Regions from separate parts of the Rattus norvegicus genome. Here region 2 is linked to region 1. The links are chromatin contacts, called in public Hi-C maps. All regions are on one chromosome and are shown on one strand. The core of a region is the stretch at or near the end of the contact, and the rest is flanking DNA. Distances in the headings are between cores, read along the strand shown. Region 1 holds the start of Prkrip1 (PRKR interacting protein 1). Region 2 holds the start of Hspb1 (heat shock protein family B (small) member 1).

Region 1 (4,819 bases), core at 626-3,125:
GGTTGTTAAGGAGTTGCAGCTTCTAGAAGGTGATTTGGCATAGGACTTAAATAAACATGCTTTTACTCAGAATAAGATGTTATTATAGGGATTGGACCCTGGAACCTGTACGTGCTGAGTAAGCATGTTCATGGGAAGTGATGCCCCAACCCCTCACTGGTGGATTCTAGGTAAGTCTCTACCACTGAGCCACGCCCCCAGCCCCTCACTGGGGATTCTAGGCAGGGGCTCTACCACTGAGCCACGCCCCCAGCCCGTCACTGGTGGATTCTAGGCAGGGGGCTCTACCACTGAGCCACGCCCCCAGCTCCTCCCTGGTGGATTCTAGGCAGGGACTCTACCACTGAGCACATTCAGCAAGCCCTCAGTTGCTTTTACCCTGGCATGTTTTGAGACAGAACATCACTATGTAGTCTTGGCTTCCTGAAATTTGATATGCAGACCCGACTGGCCTTGAACTCATAGAGATCTGCTGGCTTCTGCCACCTGAGTGCTGGGATTAAAGGTACCTGGCGTCACAACTGCTGGTGCCCTTAATTTTTTTCAGACAGGGACTTTCGAATAGCCCCAGCTTCCTTTGACATCTCTGTCCCTCTGCCTCCCAAGCACTAAGATTACTGGCCTGTGCTACTGTACTCAGTTGAATATTCTTTCTTCTTCTTTTTTATTGTCGTTTCTTTTGGTATTGGTAAATATTAGAACACAGGCTTGTGCCTTTAGGCCATCTCCCATAGCCTGAGTCAGGAGTGCCTCCCAGCAACTCTCTCTGGGGCAGAGTTCGGAATCAACAGTAGTGTGATTTGGCAGCTCTCAATCTATGGCATCTTGCTCTTCTGTGTTTTTCGTCATGTTCACTGTGCTGAACTGAACCCCATGGTAAGAAACTTTGTGCTGCCTCTGAAAAATTACCAAAAAAGACCCTTCCTTGTTCTGGAAATTCGGTCACTATGTCTTTTGACTCTCTCTCCCAGTTTTACTGAAGCGCCTCTCCAGGTTCTAGAGGGAAGCCTCTTGCTGCCTTTAAGGCCCTATCATGTTCAGAGCTCCATATATTGTACTATTTCTGTCTAACGTTGTCCCTCTCATCTCCAGGTTCAGGTCAGCTTTGAGGCCCCTTTCATTCTATTAATGTTATCTTCTTTATCTTCTTTTTTTTTTTTTTTTTTGAGACAGGCTTTCCCTGTGTAGCCCTGGCTGTCCCGGAACTTGCTCTGTAGACCAGGCTGGCCTCAAACTCAGAGAGCCACCTGCCTCTACTTCCCTAAAAGCTGAGATTACAGGCCTGCACCACCACTGCCGCTCTTAGCATCTTTTATTATAGGGAGCTACTCCAGTTCCTCACACACAGTCAACACTCCACCACCAAACTGCGAAACTCTTGTAAAAAAAAAAAAAAAAAAAAAAAAAAAAAAAAAAAAAAAAACAAAGGAAAGGAAAGGAAGGAAGGAAGGAAGAATGGAAGGGTGGGAAGAAGGGGGTTGAAAAAGAAGAGAAAAGAAAAAAGAAAAGAGACAAGATAAGACAAAGCCCAAGAGGGAAGCGAAACTGGAGGGTAGAGAGCTTTCAGCAAATTGCACGGAGTCCTTGGGGACCTGAGAGGTCGCATGGGGCCAGCCCACTCATCAAGAAAGACCGTCTCTTCCCCTCCGGATGTGAGAATCTGGCAGCCCTGATTTGTTTTGAAACAGGAAATGAAATTAAGGTGCTGTGATCAAAATAAACTACCCTGACCTCGCGCTCATGAATATTCAGCAAGCTGTTTAGGCTAGCGGTACCGCCTCTTACTTCCGGAGAGAGAGTGCGCAAGCGCCGCGGGAGCACACCTCCCTCCCCCTTCTGGCGCGCTCTTTTGTCGTCATCATGACGCGTGGCCGTCGGAAAGCGTTCGGGAAGAGAGAGGAAAGCTGATATGGCGAGTCCCGCTGCCACTTCTGTTAGACCGCCCAGGCCCAAGAAAGAGCCGCAGACCCTCGTCATCCCCAAGAATGCAGCCGAGGAGCAGAAGCTCAAGCTAGAGCGGCTCATGAAGAACCCGGTAAGTGGGAGTGGGCTCTGCGGCCCGGCCGAGGCCCATCCCCTTCATCCCGCCGCCAGACTGGGGAACGCTGTACTCAGTACCCCTAAAGCAGACCTGGGGTGAAGAAATCTGTCCTGCAGAGGGAGCTTTTGTCCTACAGCGCAGCTGCATGGAGGCGCTGTCCAGTCCTCCACACCCTCCTTTTTCTTAATTTTCTGTTTATGGTATTGTGCCTTCTATGCTTCTTACTGAATCGGCTCTGTAGTATAGGCAGAACTCATCACATCTGGGGTTCTCCTGCCTTATCTTCCCAACTAGTTGGGATAACAGCTCTGCGCTACTATTCAGTCACAGTCCTTTATACTTTAATATGAACCAAAGCGTTAGGAGCTGGGCATGGTGGCGCACACCTGCGGTCCCAGCACTCTGGTGGCTGACACCAGAAGTTTGCTACGAATTTGAGGCAAGCGTGTTCTACCTAGTGAGTTTCAGATCATCTAGACAATGAGGCCTAGCTCAGAAACCAACAAAAAACAGAATCGATGGCTTAACAAAAGTGTTCAACTTCTTCAAATAGCACCCCTTATTAAAAAGGCATTGGACGCCAAATTTGGACCACATCACTCTTTACCTCTCAACTGGGCCTCATAAAAACAGCTCATATCTTTGACTATAAGAGGTTGGCTTTCCTCTCAGTGACGTAGATTCCAGACTTGTGTAGCACAGGAGAACTCTGGCCCACGTAAGACCCCATGGTAAGGGGTTGGGGATTTAGCTCAGCGGTAGAGCACTTGCCTAGCAAGCGCAAGGCCCTGGGTTCGGTCCCCAGCTCCGAAAAAAAAAGAAAAAAAAAATCGATGGTATACAGGATGAAGTAAGGCCAGGGCAGCAGAACATTCAGTCAGCTCCAGATTTGAGAAGCATGCTCATTTGAGTTAGTCATAAGAGATGTAGCTTCCGGGTTGGGGATTTAGCTCAGTGGTAGAACGCTTGCCTAGCAAGCGCAAGGCCCTGGGTTCAGTACCCATCTCCAAAAAAAAAAAAAAAAAGAGATGTAGCTTCCTCAGCAAATGTTTATAGATGCTTTCCTGTTTAATTAATTGTTCCAGGACAAAGCAGTTCCAATTCCAGAGAAAATGAATGAATGGGCTCCTCGACCTCCTCCAGAATTTGTCCGAGATGTCATGGGTAATGTCTCTTATGGGTGTGTGTGGAGGGAGTATAATTTTTAAAGGGAAATATAAAACACTATTGTCTTTGCTTGCCAACTAGATCTTTGATAGGAAAAATATTGTCTTTACAGTGAGGGAGTGCTGTGTTTTATGATTTGTCACTAGATAATGGTTTCCCACTAATTCTTTTGGTTTGGTTTGGTTTCTCATGGTTAAACCATTTCTATTCTGAGGCTAAAAAGCTGGTAAAGGGCTACATGATCAGACAAACAGACCAGTCAGGGAAGATCTACCAGGCCCCCTCTATGCTAAAGGTGTTTGTATTTTTTTTTTTTTTTTTTTTTGAGGTAGGGTCTGACTGTGTGGACCAGGCTGTTCTTGAACTCATACTCCTCATGCCTCTGCCTCCTAAGTGCTGGCACCAGACGCTTTCACCACTGTCCTAGTTAGGGTTACCGCTGTGATGAAACACCATGTCCAAAAGCAACTTGGGGAGGAAAGGGCTTATACTTCCATATCATAGTCCATCAGTGGAGGAAGTCAAGACAGGAACCTGGAAGCAGGAGCTGATGCAGAGGCCATGGTGGGTGTTCTTACTGGCGTGGTCGGCCTGCTTTCTTATAGAACCCAGGACCACCAGCCCAGCCATGGCACTACCCACAATGGTCTGGACTCTCCCCCACAATCACTAATTAAGAAAATGCTCTATAGGTAGAATCTTCTGGAGGCATTTTCTCAATCAAGGTTCCCACCTTTGACTTTAGCTTGTGTCAAGTTGACATAAAACTAGCCAGCAGAACCATTGTACCTGATTTTCTCATTCTTTGAAATGACAAATTATGCTTTTTAAAGATCTATTTGTGTGTTCTTGTGCACATGCATGTGTGCACACTGTGGTGCCTGTGTGGAGGTCAGAGGAGTCAGTTCTCTCTTTCCATCATATGGGTTCCAGTATGGAATTAAGTTTGTCAGGCCTGGCAGCAAGTGCCTTTACCCACAGAGCCATCCGTCAGCCTCCAGGTGTAAGTTTTTCTAAGTGAAAACACATTTGTTACGTAGCAGATTTAGGTTAACCTGTACTAAGTAGATGCAAATAGTTCAGAGACAGAGAGCTGGGCTGATACGCTGGCTCAGCAGGGAAAAGTGCTTGCCACAAACCCGATGGCCAGAGTAGGATCCCCTGGGTCAGGACTAAGTCCTGTGTTGTTCATGACCCCCGTATTCGTGTTGTGGTGCTCGTTCCTGCTCTACACATAAACAAATGCATAATGTCAGCTTTTGAAAAGGTCAGGCATAGTGTGTGCACTGGAATACAGTCTCTCAGAAGCTAGGGTAGGTAGAGCTCTGTTGGTTTGAGGCCTTCTTGATCTATATAGAGAGTTCCAGGCCAGCTAGGACTACATAGTGAGTCCCTATTTCAGTAAAAGGTAGGACTGGAAAGATGAGTTAACAGTTAAGTGTGTTTACTTGGAGCGAACCCTAGTCTAATTCCCAACATCCATATTGGCCAGCTCATAGGCAGTTACAGCTGCCTGTAACTCGAGCTCTGGCGCATCCAAACCCTCTTCCGGCCTCAGTGGGTATCTGAGTCCATGGACGCCTGCACTCGTGCACAAACCCATAGGCAGAC
Region 2 (4,819 bases), core at 1,590-4,089, 320 kb after region 1:
GGTACTGATAGAGTTTCAAAACAGTTTGGTTTGGACTGTGCTGTATGGCCAAGGCTGACCTTGAATTCCTGATCTTCCAGTCTCAGAGGTGCTGAGGGTAGAGGTGTGAACGTTATAAACTGAGGGTTTCAGCATAAGATGTATAGAGTCAGGCATGACCCGTGCAAGGTATGGCTGAGGGGAAGGTTTTTATTGTAGATGCAAGGGGAAGAGAACAGCCAGAGGCATCTGGAAGAGTGCAGAGCAGGGAGAGAAAGTAGTAGATTGGCCATGGCCAGTGGACTGGACTTGACCATGAGGTAGGAGTGAGGGAGAGCGGGAGAGGGAGACGAAACGTGTGGGCAAGAGAGATCAAGGAGGAAAGTAAAATGGGACGGGAGATTGCATAGCTGAAATGGGAAGGTCATAGGAGAATGAGAGGCTGTGGGAGGGAAGCCTGGGAGCTGGAGTGTAGGGTAGGGGTGGGGAGAGAAGAGCTGGGGGATCCATAGGTACCTAATGCGGAGGAAGCCTGGAAGTTAGCGCTTTGCTGTACTAGCGGGGACAAGGAAATTGCTGTTAATAGAGAACAGAGCCAGCAGCTGGGGGAGGAGTTTCCTTTGGATCTGATGAGTAGTAGGTCTGGCTGACTCTTTTTTTTTTTTTTTTTTTTTTTTTACCTTTAAGGTGTTTTCATGTATCCCAGGCTGGCCTCACTTTGGCCACGTAGCCCAGGATAACCTCGAACTCCTTTCTGATCCTCCACTTCTGGAATGTGCCACCGTACCCGGTTTATTTGATGTAGAGGATCAAATGGTGCTTCATGCACACCATAGGACACTCTATTGAGCCACACCCCAAGCTCCTATTATGTTTGTTTGTCTGGTTGGTTTTGAAGACAGCATGTATGTGGCCCAGTCACTCTAAGAACTCTGTAGCCCAGGCTGGCTTCCAATTCACAATGCTTCTGCATTAACTTCTGGGTATTGGAATTACAGGCATATACCACCATTCCTAGTCTGGTAAATTTAATCTCCAGGTTACTCCCCCCACCCCACCCCACCCCCTGCCTCTTCCTAGGGGAATATTAGGCTGGACGGAGGAAGGGGCTGAGCCTAGAGCAAACACTTAGCAAAGACCCCAAAGGGTGCTCCAATTAGAAACACTCATCCCTAGCCCACCATAACAACTCTGGATTCTGAGAGGGTGGTGAGCAGTAGTTTCCAACTTTTATTTGAGAAAAACAGAAAGTACATGTATCAAAAGAGCATTCAGATTGACAGAGAGGGAGGGCTGGTGACGGCTACTGGGGATGGGTAGCAAGCTGAAGGCTTCTACTTGGCTCCAGACTGTTCCGACTCTGGGCCTCCAATTTGGGCACGGGCCTCGAAAGTGACCGGAATGGTGATCTCCGCTGATTGTGTGACTGCTTTGGGCAGCGGAGCCTCCACGGTGAGTGTGCCCTCAGGGGACAGGGAAGAGGACACCAGGGTGGGGTCCACACCTGGAGGGAGCCTAGAGGAGCAGAAACAAAGGACAAGGGTTACACATCCCTCCTGACCCCGCCCTCCGCCCAGGGTCCGCTCCCCCACCCCCCAGCTCTCCATGCAAGGAACCAGAACTCACGTGTATTTCCGGGTGAAGCACCGAGAGATGTAGCCATGTTCATCCTGCCTTTCTTCGTGCTTGCCTGTGGGTGGGGACAGAAGGAGGTCAGAGGCAGCCCTCTGCAGTCCTAGCTAAGGAATGGCTGGGGCCCCAAGGAGGCAAACAAATTAAGAGTGTGGTGGGATGCCTGACTGTCTGGGATCTTAAAACTTTCCAGAAAGTTCGCTTCTGAGATTTGGGATGCAAAGGTCCCGGACCTGGGCTTGGCTCTGACCCAGGCTTGGATGCCAGCGTAGGCATACTCGAAGCTGTGCGCACGCCCCCACCGCGGCTGGGTCTAGGGACCCTGACTGGAGTCCTGCCACTTGCTTATTTGGGGATGAGGTCTTCCAGAAGGTGCCTTGGGTCTTCCTTCATTTTGTTTCTGTGCTGCGGGTGGTCAAGGCCTCAAGGCCTCCGGGCTTGCCAGGCAAGACTCTGCCCTGAGCTACACCCCCAGCTGTTGGTCCTTATCATCGAAGATGACAGAGCTTTTAGGAGCAAACCTGCACCCCGCGTTCCGGGGCAAGAGAAGCAGGCTAGGGAGAATGACGCGGGTCTCCGGGTCCCTGAGCTCATTTCTAACTTTTCAGGGTCCTGTCCCTCATGGTTTCAGCACCCACCCCCACCCCCCACCTCCACTGCCACCACGTTACTCGCTCGCCCCACCAGCTTCGTCCCCTCTTGGGATAAGGGAAACTCACCAGTGATCTCCACCACGCCTTCCTTGGTCTTAACTGTGAGCTCCTCAGGAGCGAAGTGGTTGACGTCCAGGGACACGCGCCAGCGATCGGCCGTCTGTCGGATCTCTGAGACACCGCTGCTGAGTTGCCGGTTGAGCGCCCGGCTGAAGGCGGGCGCGGCCAGGGTCACTGCTGCGGGGCCCTCGGCGGTCGCGGCGGGCAGAGGGCGCACATAGCCGGGCCAACCAGCGGAGCTGAACCACTGAGACCACTCATCGGGAAACCGAGGCACCCCGAAAGCTTGATCGAAGAGGCGGCTGTGGGCAGGGTACCAGTCCCGGAACGGCTCCCAGCTGGGGCTCCGCAGTAGCGAGAAGGGCACGCGGCGCTCGGTCATGGTCTTGGCTGAGCTGGTCAGGGCTGAGGATCTAGAAGCACTGGGCTGAGGATCCGAGAAGTGCCGAGCTGGAGCCCCAACTGTGCTTTTATGGGTGTCCAGCCGGGTATTTTTAGCAGGCGGTGCTTCAGGTCTCTATTAATGGCAATGACCGTCTAAGGGGCCGTCCCTCGCCGCCCCTCCCCTCTGCATTCCTCCCCCTAAGCTTACGAAGGGGGCGGGCAGGCAGGGCCAGGAAGGTTCTGCCCCCATCTGGAAACTTCTCTAGTTGAAGAAAACAAATGACTGTAATACCGGTAGCTGGAGCAGTTCCCACTGTCGCTTAGAACGCTGCAGTCTGAAGGGCGGTGGCCTGGGGCCAGTCCCATCGTTTGTGGAGAATAAACCAGGAGGGGTACGGTCTTTTGTGTCGCAATTAGGAAGCAACTGAACCTGGTCTGAGCCAGAAGGAGGCCTGTGGGGACACACTTGTCAGGGCACACCTGTGGAGGTCTCTGGATGACCAGCCAGACTAGCTGTCTTCTACCATGTGTCTCTTTGGGGACCAAAGGCTTGGTGGCAGGCGCCTTCGTCCACTAAATATCTTACTGACCCTGAGACTTCTTTTTCTCTTCCTTCCCTCCTTCCTTTCTCTCTTTCTTTGAGACAGGGTTTTTCTTTTTTGTTTTAATGCTTTTTTAAACATTATTTTTTGTGTATCAGCGTTTTGCCTGCTTGTACGTCTGTGTGAGAGTGTCAGATCTTGGAGCTACAGAGAGTGTCAGATCTCGGAGTGCCCTGCGGGTGCTAGAATTTGAACCTGGGTACTAGGAAGAGCAGTCAGTCCCCCTAATCGCTGAGCCATCTCTCGGGAGACATCAAGCCTGGTGCCTGCAAACTGGATGGGCAGTGAACCCCCTAGCATCCTCCTGTTTCTGCAACTGCCCCACCCCTCCAGCCTAGCGCTAGGATTAGGATCTTTTTTCAAAACAGGATTTTTCTGTGTAGTCCTGGTTGTCTTAGAACTCATTAGACTAGGCTGGCCTGGATCTCACAGATCGGCCTGCCGTTTCCTCTGGGAGAGTTGGGATTAAAGGCTAGAGGCATCACATGGTAGCCACCTCCAGCTTTTATATGGATTGCTTTGTGGTCCATACAAAAGAAACTAGGGTTAAAGGTCACCTGTGATGTCTATTAGCATACCAATGAGCACTGGCCTCTGGGCTCACTGGGCAACTGAAATACTACTCTTAGCTCTTCTCAGCCCTTCTCACCCTGCCCCTTACTCATAAACGTCTCCAGTTCTTGGGGCTCCCCTCCCCCAGCTTCTCACGACTGTATGTGCTCTCTTGGTCCTCTCTCCCTCATCCCCCTCTCTTGGTCTTTTTTGCCCCATCTCTCTTTGCTGGCATCTGTCCCTCTCCCAATCTCTCTTCTCTCCTGTCCACACACACCCAATCTGCTGGCCATATGCAGTTCAGTTTCTCTGCTCTGGATTCTTCCAGACGCCTCTGACTGTATGCTCTCATATCCACCGTAAAAACTTTCCCCTTAACCACACCTCAGAGCAGCCATGTCCTCAGTTGTAGACCCAAAACTCAGCCCCCAAGTTCGCACAGCCACCTCTTTATCCACTTTGGGATTTTTCAAGTCCCCCATTTGTCTTTTTGTTTTTTTTGTTTTGTTTTTTTTTTTTTCTTTTCTTTTTTTCGGACCTGGGGACCGAACCCAGGGCCTTGTGCTTGCTAGGCAAGCGCTCTACCACTGAGCTAAATCCCCAACCCTTTGTTTGGGTTTTTTGTTTGTTGAGAATATGGTCTCATGTAGCCCTGAGTAGTCTGGAATTCTCTATGTAGCCAAGAACGACCTTAATTCCTGATCCTCCTGTTTGTACCTCTGAAGCGCTGGGATCATAGTGTCTGCCACCACATACAGCAGGAATGTCACATTAAACAGCCTGGTGGCCTCACTGGGAGGGTCAGGTCAGCTCCCAGACCACCAGACGGCTTGAGTTTCCACTGGTTCTGTGGAGGGGCGGGGGAGTCTGTAAAAGCTACATTCTCCGTTCTTTACTCTCTCTTGCAAGATGGGGATGACAAGGACGCGAATGCTGATGTCATCGGGCAGACATGAG

The links. A called contact is a pair of places that touch in the nucleus more often than the background predicts.
Region 2: a Hi-C map of mammary epithelial cells shows a contact between it and region 1, with 2.4 times the contacts expected there. The contact joins the promoter of Hspb1 here to the promoter of Prkrip1 in region 1. A contact is called at or near these places in 4 of 12 Hi-C or Micro-C datasets (the A7r5 cell line, Schwann cells, frontal cortex and 1 more).

Annotation. Positions count from the first base shown.
Region 1 is chr12:26,105,547-26,110,365 of GRCr8, forward strand. It overlaps Prkrip1 (PRKR interacting protein 1), which reads left to right and starts at 1,876. Exons shown (of 6, transcript NM_001098793.1): 1 at 1,876-2,035; 2 at 3,127-3,205. The coding sequence starts at 1,910. LOC134481276 (a long non-coding RNA gene) reads right to left here and starts at 1,838. Exons shown (of 3, transcript XR_010056737.1): 1 at 1,732-1,838; 2 at 1-22.
Region 2 is chr12:26,429,462-26,434,280 of GRCr8, forward strand. It overlaps Hspb1 (heat shock protein family B (small) member 1), which reads right to left and starts at 2,840. Exons shown (of 3, transcript NM_031970.4): 1 at 2,331-2,840; 2 at 1,606-1,669; 3 at 1,179-1,494. The coding sequence starts at 2,706. The coding sequence ends at 1,314.